Linked DNA regions of Mus musculus: region 2 is linked to region 1. The links are chromatin contacts, called in public promoter capture Hi-C maps. All regions are on one chromosome and are shown on one strand. Each heading gives the region's core, a stretch centred on a gene start, on an enhancer-like site or on the middle of the called end of the contact. The rest is flanking DNA. Distances are from core to core; before and after follow the strand shown. Region 1 holds the start of Mgat4a (mannoside acetylglucosaminyltransferase 4, isoenzyme A). Region 2 holds the start of Mitd1 (MIT, microtubule interacting and transport, domain containing 1).

Region 1 (5,716 bases), core at 1,606-4,105:
CGTGAAAAAGCAAGAGGAGAGATTGAAAAACAACAACAAAAACAAAACAGGATTTGATCAGACTCAGGATTTGGACTAACTGACTTTGATTGCTAATTAAACTGATCATGATAATAGATATTTTGTTTTGTTTTGAGAGAATCTCTTAGGTCAAACTGGTCTCAAACTTGCCCTGAGACTGGCCTGTCTATAACTTGTAATCCTCCTGCCCCAGTGTCCTGAGTGCTCAGATTATAGATATGGGCCACCATGCCCAGCAACTAAAGCAATCTTTTATACTCAAACTCCCAGTTAATCATTTTCTAAGAAATGAAACACAGGATGGGCAGTTGTTTTCCGCTGTGTCTCCTCTCATGCACTAATAATCAAACTTACATCATTCATGAGTGGCTATTAAAGTGTAGTTAAGCAGATAGCCTTGGACATAGTTGGAAAATTCAAGGTTGTGAATGTCAACAAGATTGAGAGGAATCACGGACTCTAACTCACACTGAGCAGGCATATTTCAAACCATCACAGTTTCTTAGCTCAACCAACTGAATGCCACAGCTTCTTCTCAACAATGTGAATAGAGACAAGTTTAATCATGGCAGGGACTAAAGTTTCTTAGAAAAACTGTCCTTCTGCCAGATGAAGGGCAATGAAGAATGAAAAAGGCATCCCTCTACCTCTTTGTGTTTTTAATGGCTCAGCCTTTAAAGGCTCCTGCTGTGGAGCCTGACCACCTGAGTTTAATCCCTAGTTCTCTACAGCACAAACTCCCACAAGTTGCCCCCTGCCCTCTGTGTGAGTGCCTTGGCATGCTTGTGACCCCACACTGAATAAATGCACAGAAGATATTATAAAAGGTCTTCAATTCATGGATGTCTATTGCTTCTTTTAACTTCTGATGTTTCCCTGTTTACAGAGTCTGAATATGTACTCTTCCTGAAGGTACCACTCCAGTCCGTACCCACATCGTATCTTTTCCTTTTTCTCCTCTCATCTGACCTTGATCTTTGCTTAGAAAATGTCTGTGAACACTCTCATTCCCTTCCTTTACCAGGGGGGAAAAAATAGAGAAAGCGGAAATAGGTCTTTTTAAGATTCATTCAGTCATCCGATAGCTGGTGGGTTGCTAAAGGTGAAAATGGAAACAGAGAAGCAGAAGTCTCTGAATTAAGGAGAATTGGGTTTAATCGCGGTTAGTTGCCTAAATAACTATTTGTATCCATGAAATTCTCTAGTTTCTCTCTGTATAACATTGGGATATCGGAAAAATGACTGTCTGTGTTGCTCAGTCTTTTAGCTGACCCTAACATAGCTCAAGGGCTGTTTCTCTCCTGTCGAGTATTTTCTTCCTCTGCTTGAAGCTGTGAACTGATCTGACACTCAGAACAGTAGAAAGGTAGCAAGGCCTGGTGTGTCTATGCTGACAGGAGAATTAGCAATTCACCCCAACCGTGTTTCAGACGCTGTGTCTGGTAGGGGTTCCATCTATAGTGCTTGTGTCCATCTTGAAGTCTAGTGCTGGGTTGCTAACTGTCAATGTTTTAGGCACAGTTATACAGGGAATTTAGCTCTATTTCCCCCCAAAGTAGAAAGCAAAGCTGCCACTGGGTTTATCATGCTTCTCCCATACCCCGGCTGGTGCAGAGCTGGGGGAAGAAGACTGTGAGCCTCTTTTGGGATTTTGAAAACAGCTTAGGAACAACGGAGAGAAATCTCACCACAGGAGAGCTGAGAAACCTATAAATATAATAGCTAATTATTAAACACTTAATTTTGAGACAAAAAAAAAACGTCCCCCCCAAAAACAAAAACCCCTCATTCCGATGTTGTATACTAGAGTTTTCTATTTTTGAATTACTGTCGTCTTCTGATCCAGATATTTATTGCCTTGGTGTTTGCCAGGAACAAGGCTGTTTCCTAGTTTTTTGATTTCTTGTATGTCTTTGCAGTGTTGTTGGGAGGATTATGGTAACAGGGAGGACAGACACATCTCTTATCTTATTAGCTCTGTAACCACAGGTAAACTCTTTAACCTTTTAAGCTCATCTGTGAGAAATGGGGATTAACATATATGATAAGCAATTAAAGATTTGCCGGGATTATGGTAAGAAGCAATTAAAGATCTTAATATATGCCAGGCTTGATAGCTAACAGATAACGTGCACAGGGGCAGGCCACTCACGTTTTCTATAGATGTCCATCCATTTCGATCTGAAACCAGTTTTAAACTTTAAGAAATGGTCATCTGACACGTGCTCAAGAGAGAAGGGAAGACTAACACTGCATAGTAGAAAAATCGGGGACATTAGCACTGAGTGGTGTGCCTTTAAACCCTAGTCATATTTGTTGCTTCTAGTTGCTCCAAATGGTCCTCCCTGCGTCTCTGCCTCCTCCTGGAAGCTGGAGGATAACGATGCTCCTCACTGATGCTGGCAGTGTAATGCTTGGAACAGCGGGCCTTGGAAGCTATGGTTGGATTAGAGCCAGGACCTGTCACCGCGCCTGGACCGCCAGAAGATGGGACCCAGAGCTAGGAGGAAAGGCCATGGTGACCAGGTTGTATTCCGTGGGCTCACTGGGGCCTTTGTTGCCTCCCGAGGTTGCATGCGCTCAGGCCGGAGGGTACAAGCCAGATGTGGCGGCTGCGCTCCAGCCCCGGCCGCAACACCGATGCAAAAAGGGGCTGGGGAGAAATATATAGGCTGCTCTATTGCGCCGTTGAGTGACAGGCTGGCCGGCCACTGGCAGCGGCGGCGGGGCGCTTAGGGAAGTGGCGGCCAATGGCTGGCGGGAACTGGGGCGGGGGCTGGGCAGGGGCTGTCCCTGGCGAGGGCGGGGCGCGCGGCCCGCGGCGGCGGAGGCGGCTCCAGCAGCGACGCCGGCGGCCGCGGCAGAAGCGCCCTGGCCCGCGGCAGGTGAGGAGCGCGGGGCGCCGGGCAGGGGGCGGCCAGGAGGAGTACGGCGGGGTCCGCGGAACACCCACCTGCTGGTGGCTGAGGCGGGGCGTCCCGAGGCCGCCGTCCGATCGCGCGCGCACCGGGCCTCGGAACCGGGAGCGGGGCGCGGGCCGGCCGCCCTCCGCGCCTCGCCGCAGCCGCAGCCCCTCGGTGCTGCGCTCCTTCCCGGTGGTTGGCCTGGAGCCTCGGGCGGTCCCGGAGCACCGGGAAAGTGCAGTGCTGTGTGCGCGTGCACCGAGACCAAGAGTTGCGGGCAGGATCCCGCGACTGGAGGGTTGGAAGGCTGGAGGGTTGGAGGGCTGGGGGGCTGGGGGGCTGGAGGTGGCGCCGCCGCGGGGCAGGTAGGGCGGGGGCCGCTTGCCTGCGGGGAACTAAGATGTTCCGGGAGGTACGGGGGGAGCGAGCCCGGATTCCTCCCAGGCCTGGGTTTCCTCCATCCCATGGAAGCGGCGAGTGGGATCCCCTCCCCGACCTCAGGTGGGGTCTCGGACCCCTCCAGGTGTGACAGGTGATGTCTGGAAGGCTTGGCGTTAAGTGGTGGCAGTGGTACGCTTCCCGCGCCCGCTTTTATTTCTCTAAGCGTTGTGATCTCAGGAGCGGGTTCACGGCTTACATTTAGAATTCGGAAATAGCTGTAGATGGTATGTTATCTTCTTCGAGCCTGCCATCTATTTTGCTGTTGTGCTTTTTGCTGCCGACAAATTATTTAGTAAAAGATAAAAGAATGACATGGTTATTCACTTGAATGTAAAAATCTAAATTTAGAATCATGTAACACGCGCTCTGTGGTTCAGGCTCCTTTCTCTTCCAAATGCTTAAAGAATAGTTTTACTAACAGGTTATGGTGACATAGGTTCCATTAACCCCTGAGTGTAAATCATAACACATACTAGACAATGAAATTATGTAAGCTGTATAAAAGAAATATTTATGTTCTCTAAGTGGAAAGGGCATGAGTTTTTCATAATTGCGGTTTATAAAGTTGTGCAGGCTTACGTCATGGTGTTCATTGATCCGGGGTGTCATGAATCGTGCCTCTTGTTCTTTCAGGCACCTCTGTTTTGTCTGTGGGATGCTGATGAAGGACTCTACCAAATGTTAACCAAAGTGTTCTTAGCCGTGGAACATATGGGATATTTCAGAGAACACTTTAAAAACTTAATTAAAAAAAAAAAACAAACCCAGATGCAAGATTGTTAAATCTATTAACAAAACATATTCCTCATTCTGCGGTTTAGAGTTGAAGCCTCTTTTGGAGGATGGAGGAATGGCTAGTTACGTAGTCATTTTTTTGTTCAAAGACTTGGTTGTTATCAATTAATATAGCCAGGACAGTCTTAAGGTAAGGGCGGTAGATAAGTATTCACATATGTGGCCTCGGACACAAATGTAGGTCACCTGTGTCTAACGAGCCAGCCTCAAGCTGCCTGGGGTGGTTTAAGGGTACGAGGTGTGTTCTGTTTCCTCCTCTCTGGAGATTTCATTCACGTGTGCTTCACGATGAAGCTTAGTTTGGAAAACCCTGGTGTAAAATGAATAGCTGCATTCCGGTGGAGTGTAACACTCCTCCTCCTTTTGAGATGTCAGAACTTATTAGTAGAATTCCCTAACCGTATCTTCCCTAAAATGGGGTTTGCTAACTTCTTAGGCCCAGTATTTAATACTCCATATGCTTCTGGGGTATTATGGATGGCTAATCTATAGCATTTATACTTTTATATAGGCTTCATTTGTATGTAATAAAACAACTTCTCTCTCTCTCTCTCTCTCTCTCTCTCTCTCTCTCTCTCTCTCTCTCTTTGTTGTTGTTTCTTGAAACAGGATTTCTCTGTGTAGCCTTGGCTGTCCTGGAACTTGCTCTGTAGACCAGACTGGCCTCGAACTCATAGATATCTGTCTGTCTTTGCCTCCCAAGTGCTTGCATTAATGGCATGGGCCACCACCACTTAGCTTAATAAAAACTTTTTTTTTTAAAGATTTATATATTTATTATGTATATAGCACTCTGCTTGCATGTATCCCTACAGGCCAGAAGAGGGCATCAGATCTCATTACAGATGGTTGTGAGCCGCCATGTGGTTGCTGGGAATTGAACTCAGGCCTTCTGGAAGAGCAGACAGTGCTCTTAACTGCTGAGCAATCTCTCCAGCCCCATTAATAAAACCTTTTAAATTATCATTTTAGAATGATTCTGCATATCTCTACTTCCTGATTTATGTCAGCTAGATATTTATTCTAATAATCAGCTCTACCTGCCCTTCCCCAACAAAATCCTCCCTGAAGCAAAATATGACTATATATAGACAGAAAGTGAAAAGTGTGTTTGTATAATGTCATACCAGGCTTAAAATTCCAAGTCACAGTTTACTGAGGTAGTGCCCCTGTTCTTAGAGTCAGAAGTCATCATTGAGTGTTTTATTGAGCTAATAGATTAGGTACTTGGTGGAATTTAAAATCATTGGATTTTGTTTTCCCAGTGAGGACCTTTGGTTGTAGGTGGTCAGCATGGGCATAGTTGGGATAAAGTTAGCCATGGGAGGTGAATAAATTAGGTCTTAGCAACTTGGAGAACCTCTTTGGAATACCAGGTGCTCAGGTAGTCACAGGCCGTGCAGTGGAATGTAGTGCTTCTAGAATTTTACATGGAAATGAGAGCTCCTGGCCAGAGAAACTAACAGGCAGGCTTTGTTGGGGACTCAGGAGGGAGGGATTAGCCAAAGGCTGCAGGAAGTGGGAAATTTGTTCAGAGTTGCACATTTGGACTGTGA
Region 2 (5,716 bases), core at 1,866-4,365, 350 kb before region 1:
TTGGGAAGCCTGGGACAGAAAGAAAAGTCCTCCCTTTCAGACTCCTCATCTCCCCTCAGGAACCCTGCCAACCACTAGGGTTGGCATGTATGTACACATGGGCTCACTTTGTTTGTTGAGAGGACAACTACACCAGCAGCTATGAACACACTTTGTGCTCAGATAGTGACTTTAATAGCACTCGCTTCAAAGGGCTCCTTCAAGAGACAGCTGACAGTCTGCTGCAACCTGAGGAACCAGGAAGTCGGTACTCAGAAATGCAAACCCAAGGGAGCGTATTAAAGGGATACAGACACAACTGAAACAGCTCCCAGTGGCCATACTGGAGTGACTATAGTTAAACAAACACACAACAAAGTTTCAGTTTATAACTGGGACCTACACTGTCATGGATCAGTCCACACTTACATACAAGTAAAGGGACTGGAGCACTGCTCCCAGGAGTGCTGTACAGAACAGCAGGGGTTGCCATTAAGGAGAACAAACTGACATGTAACACTACCTCCACCAGGAGATCAGGGATGGGGAACACCAATGGTGATCAGAGCGGACAGCATTCCAGCCAGGGCTACATAGTGGGAACCTATCATAAAACAGAACAAAACGTTGCTAGCACCTATACTTGATCCCAGGACATGTAATGAAATGACTTCCACCACAAAGCCGATACATTTAACTCCACTTAAGAGAAAAACCACCGTGGACTGAGGGTTATTGTGTGTGCTAGCTAATTTTATGTCACCTTGCCATAAGCCCTGCTTGAGTTCCTGTCCTGACTTCCTCAGTGATGGACTATGATGTAGAAGAGAGATGTGTCTCTCAAAGGAAAATACACCCTTTCCTCCCCAACTTGCTTCCTTTTTTTGGTCATGGTGCTTCATCGTAGCAATAGTAACCCTAACTGTGGAAAACACTTCATTAACACATTTTCAAATATCTCACTTCTCGAAACTGCCAAGGTCATCACAACTAGAAACCCGAGAAACTGGCCAAGAACCCAAGAGCTACACAATCATCATTATATACAATACACACTACATTGGTGTCTGAGTTGGATCCTGGAATATAATAGGACATGGACACCCAACAAAGCTAAAGAAATCTGTCTTAATAAAGCAAATGACGTTAATAACGTACCAATTTGGTTCAGCAGCTGCACTGAGCACCCTACACTAATATTTGATGATAAAGGCAGAAACTGAGCAGGGAAGGTACAGGTCCCTGTACTAAGCTTCACTCACCACTTCTCTTGAAATCTAAAATTGCCTAAAGCTAAAAGCTCATTTATTAAAAAATAAATTAAAAAAAATTAAAGCTGGAACTAGGAATATGTTTCAGAGGTACAACGCTTACCTGGCATGCATGAGTTTCTGGGTTCAACACCTAGTTGAAGCTGGAGGTCTTCTCCCTATTTTGGCTCAAACCTTCTCTTGTCAACAGGTCTACCTGGATCACGCTGTTTCAGTCCTGAATGAGGACTACCTCCACCAAACAGCTTAACATTCGCAGCCACAGCCCTGCCAGCACTTCTGCACCTTGCCTTACTTGAGTACTCGTGTTCTATTGTACTTTGCTGGTTTACCATTTAGTGGCTGTCTCCACTCTGTACACGGGACAGTGCCAGAAGACAAGGACTTTATATTTTGGTTTGGATCTGCTCAAGTCATAGATGTGTCTCTCAAAGCAGCTTCGGCACTCAAGATTCTCTGCTGAAGTTTAATTTCAGATATAAGCAGGCAGCACCATCAAAACTGCTTTTTGTTGTTGTTGTTTTTCCTTTTGGTGAGGGAAGGTACTGGGGATTGAACCCATAGCCTTGCATACAGAATATAAGTGCTCTGAGCTGCAACTCATTTCAATACAGTAGGCATTATTCTTATGTGCGTAGCTTTTGGACCTTGAAGCAATTATACTGCCATCTACTGTACAACAACTTTCCTCTGTACTGTTGCAAATACCAGAAAAATGGGGCTGGAGACATGGCTCAGCAGTTATGAGCACTGGCTGCTCTTCCAGAGGTCCCACATTTAATTCCCGGTGACCACCTGGAAGCTTACAAATGTTTTTTTAACTCTATCTAGTTCCAGGGGATCTGACTATCTTCTGGCCTCCATGGGCACTACACGCACATGGTGTAGATATGACAGGCAAAACACCCATACACATAAAAATAAACTGAAAAATACCATTTATCACATGGGATATATAACCTATTTCTATTTTCTAATATGTTAATATATGAGTATACACAGAAAAACAAAAGGCTGCCAAAACCATTTTTCCTCTCCCTCACCCCGAAAGGTTTGCTGGAGTTTTGTTGTTGTTTTGCTTTTTTACAATGGTTATGCACGTAAACAGCTCTTTACCCCTAAACTACAACACCAGCTCGTAAGTGGTTCTTTAATTAATTTCTCTTTCTAAAGGGTCAAGGTATATATCTATAACGAGGAGTGAACATTCCTGAAAATACAGAACACTGAATTTCCCGTGCAATCAACCGCGTTCTCTGAAATCAACAAATGTCTCTCTTCTTCGAATTCCCAGGACGTAAAGGTAGTAGGCAGCCGTCATAACGGCCTCTCAGCCACCAAAAGCAGCTGCTTTAACAAGTGACAATCACAGGGGCCTGCAAAATCACTGTCTTTAATAAACAGCAACTCCAAAAACTCAGCACTCTAAAATCGCAACATCTTAAAATTAAGCAAGTTTTGCCTTCTTAAAAAAAAATAATAAATTTCACTGACGCTTGGATGGCTCGGACCTAGATCTACACGAGTGAGACTCTCAGAGACACGCGCGTCGCAGCACGACTCGAATAAAGTGACAACCTGGCTGCTTTCAGAAGATCAAGAAATAGGTCTGCGGGACCTCCAACTCGAAACAGAAAGAAAGTCATTTCGTAACTGCAGAGAGAGCCTCTAGCTCCCACGACCGCACTCACCGGCGACCGCTGTGTCCACTCCGAACGTCCCCGCAGCCGGAAGGAGAGGAACAGAGGCAGGTGGACCCAGTGCAACATTCAAACCACGCCGTTGCCGTCACAGACCGTACGGTTCTTTGGTTCCGGGAAAGGTTTTTTTTTTTTTTTGTCCCGGCCCATTCACAACGCGCCATAGAAGACAGCGCAGGCGCAGCGGCGTCACGCGTGCGCTTCCTGGAAGCGCAGTGGGTCAGCTCTTGGAATTTGCTGGCGGTGCCCAGGAGTTGTCACAGTGATGGCTAAGTCCAGCCTGGGACAGGATTCCGATAGCACTGCGGCGGTGGCGGTACTAAAGCGGGCAGTAGAGCTGGATGCAGAGTCCCGGTACCAGCAGGCTCTGGTGTGTTACCAGGAGGGGATTGACATGCTCTTGCAGGTTCTGAAAGGTGAGCGAGTTTCGGTTTCCGCTCTGTCTGGGACTGAGCGGAAACTTAAGAAAACGAAACTTACTAACTACCAGGAAGCATTCAAATTCAGGAGTTATATTCTGATAATCTGCAGGACAACGGAGGTGGTGGCCTTTGCAATAGACCGATGTTATCGCTAAGGACCATAAGAGGCATAACCAAATATAATCTATAAGGCTTGATAGGTCTTGCGTTTGAATCAATTTTATTCTTCGTTGTTGTCAGTTTGTGACATGATTTTTCTCCTTCCTCTGGCTCACCTTCCTGCCCTCACCCCAACTATGATCCATTGAGTTTCACTAGGGTGGAAGTTTGTTTACAGAGCTATGTGCACGTTACCAGCGACTACAGCACTGACTAAATTGTCTCTCCCTCCTCCATCAATGATTATATATTCATTCTCAAGATGGGGGTGCATTCCACGGCCATTTATTCTATGTGCACCAACCAGTTGTCAGTCTCTGCAGTCACTACCCGGTACTGGTGGAAGAGGCTTCTCTGACCATGTGGACTACAGCACTGCTCTATGGGCATAAACATAATGAGGTAGAGGGCAGTTTGGCAGATACATCATGTTGATTTAATAAAACTACAGCAGTAGTAGTACGGCCCCTAGGGCCTAGGACCGCCACAGTCTTGATTTTTAGTTAGGTATAAAGTACCAGATGAGAGTCCCTCTTGTCAAGCAGACTTCACATCCAATCAGAAAGCAGTTGGGTACCACATTTACCACGATTGCGCCAATGGGCTCATCTTTCCCAGATGGTTGGTTTTAACAGAGGGAGTGGCTGAGTAAGACATTTCTCCCCCAGCAGCTTGAGTAGCACCATCCAACACCGTGGTACTATCCAACAAGGAGGACGCTTTCAACCAGCTCCAGTTTGTTCTCGACCTGTGGTCAAGGCATGTGGCATCTTTAGCAATAGGGTCTTATGAATGAGTTTTGATGGACATCCAAAAGCAGGGGCAATCCTGTATTGTTTGGGGGGAACTCACAGCCCACTCTCAGCACTGGGGTGTATCTATCTATCTATCTATCTATCTATTTATTTTTCCTATTTATTTGTTTAGTAAGTTGTGTTTCTGGGAGCAGCTTTATCTATCCACAGAGAATACCTCCACTTAAAAATTTTTTTTTCTCTCTCTCTCTCTCTCTCTCTTTTTTTTTTTTAGCTTGCTGTCCTAGTTAGGGTTTCTGTTGCTGGGATGAAACACCATGACCAAAAGTAAGCTGGGGAGGAAAGGGCTTATTTACTTCCACATTGTAGTACATCATTGAAGGAAGTCAGGACAGGAACTCAAACAGGGAAGAAACCTGGAGGCAGGAGCTGATGCAGAGGCCATGGAGGAGTGCTGCTTGCAGGCTGGCTTGTTCATCATGGCTTGCTCAGCCTGCTCTCTTATAGAACCCAGGACCACCAGCCAGGGGGTGGCTCCATTCACAATGGGCTAGGCCCTTCTCCATCAATCACCAATAAAGAAAATACCCTACAAGCTTGCCAGAGGCCAAACCTATGGAGGCACCCCTCCTCAGAGTTTCTCTGTGTAGCCGTAGCTATCCAAACTCTCTCTGTAGACCAGGCTAACCTTGAACTCATAGATCTGTCTCCTAAGTGCTGAGATTAAAAAGACATGTGTCATAACGCTCAGCTAGGCATTTTCTTAATTGAGGTCCCCTCCTCCTCTCAGATGACTTAGGCTTATGTGAAGTTGACATAAAACTATCCAGCACTTACCAAGTATCAGTACTGTCAGTGTTAGCTAGTGCTCTCCTCCCCAGGCATGGCAGCTAGTTTTATGTCAAGTTGACCCAAGCTAGATTTACCTGAAAGGTGGGAAACTCAATTGAGAAAATGCCCCCGTAAGGTCTATGATTAGCAAAAAAAAAAAAAAAAAAAGGAAGGCCACAGTGTATATCTCTGGAGGTGAGAGAACAATTTGGCAGAGTCACTTCTCATTGTCATTTATGTCTCAGGGATGGAATTCAGGATTTCAGAGTTAGTGGCAAGCACCTTAACCTGGTCTTAGTTAGGGTTTTACTGCTGCAAACAGACACCATGACGAAGGCAGCTCTTATAAAGGACAACATTTAATTGGGGCTGGCTTATAGGTTCAGAGGTTCAGTTTATTATAATCAAGGTGGGAGCAGGGCAGCATCCAGGCAGGCATGGTATTGGAGGATCTGAGAGTTCTACATCTTCATCTGAAGGCTACTAGTGGAAGACTGACTTCCAGACAGCTAGGACTAGGGTATTAAAGCCCACTCCCACAGTGACATACCCACTCCAACAAGGTCACGCCTACCCCAACAAGGGCACACCTCCAAATA

Evidence for each region. Capture Hi-C pulls out chosen DNA fragments and counts their contacts.
Region 2: a contact with region 1 is called in a promoter capture Hi-C map of adipose tissue. The contact joins the promoter of Mitd1 here to the promoter of Mgat4a in region 1. A contact is called at or near these places in 1 of 39 promoter capture datasets (cranial neural crest), 1 of 484 Hi-C or Micro-C datasets (the G1E-ER4 cell line), 1 of 115 datasets of contacts at active chromatin or transcription factors (bone marrow-derived macrophages) and 1 of 9 other capture datasets (adipose tissue).

The regions. Positions count from the first base shown.
Region 1 is chr1:37,538,155-37,543,870 of GRCm38.p6, reverse strand. Mgat4a (mannoside acetylglucosaminyltransferase 4, isoenzyme A) reads left to right here and starts at 2,855. Exons shown (of 16, transcript NM_173870.3): 1 at 2,855-2,906.
Region 2 is chr1:37,887,810-37,893,525 of GRCm38.p6, reverse strand. It overlaps Mitd1 (MIT, microtubule interacting and transport, domain containing 1), which reads left to right and starts at 3,115. Exons shown (of 7, transcript NM_026913.3): 1 at 3,115-3,366. The coding sequence starts at 3,216. Mrpl30 (mitochondrial ribosomal protein L30) reads right to left here and starts at 3,049. Exons shown (of 6, transcript NM_027098.3): 1 at 2,942-3,049; 2 at 503-583.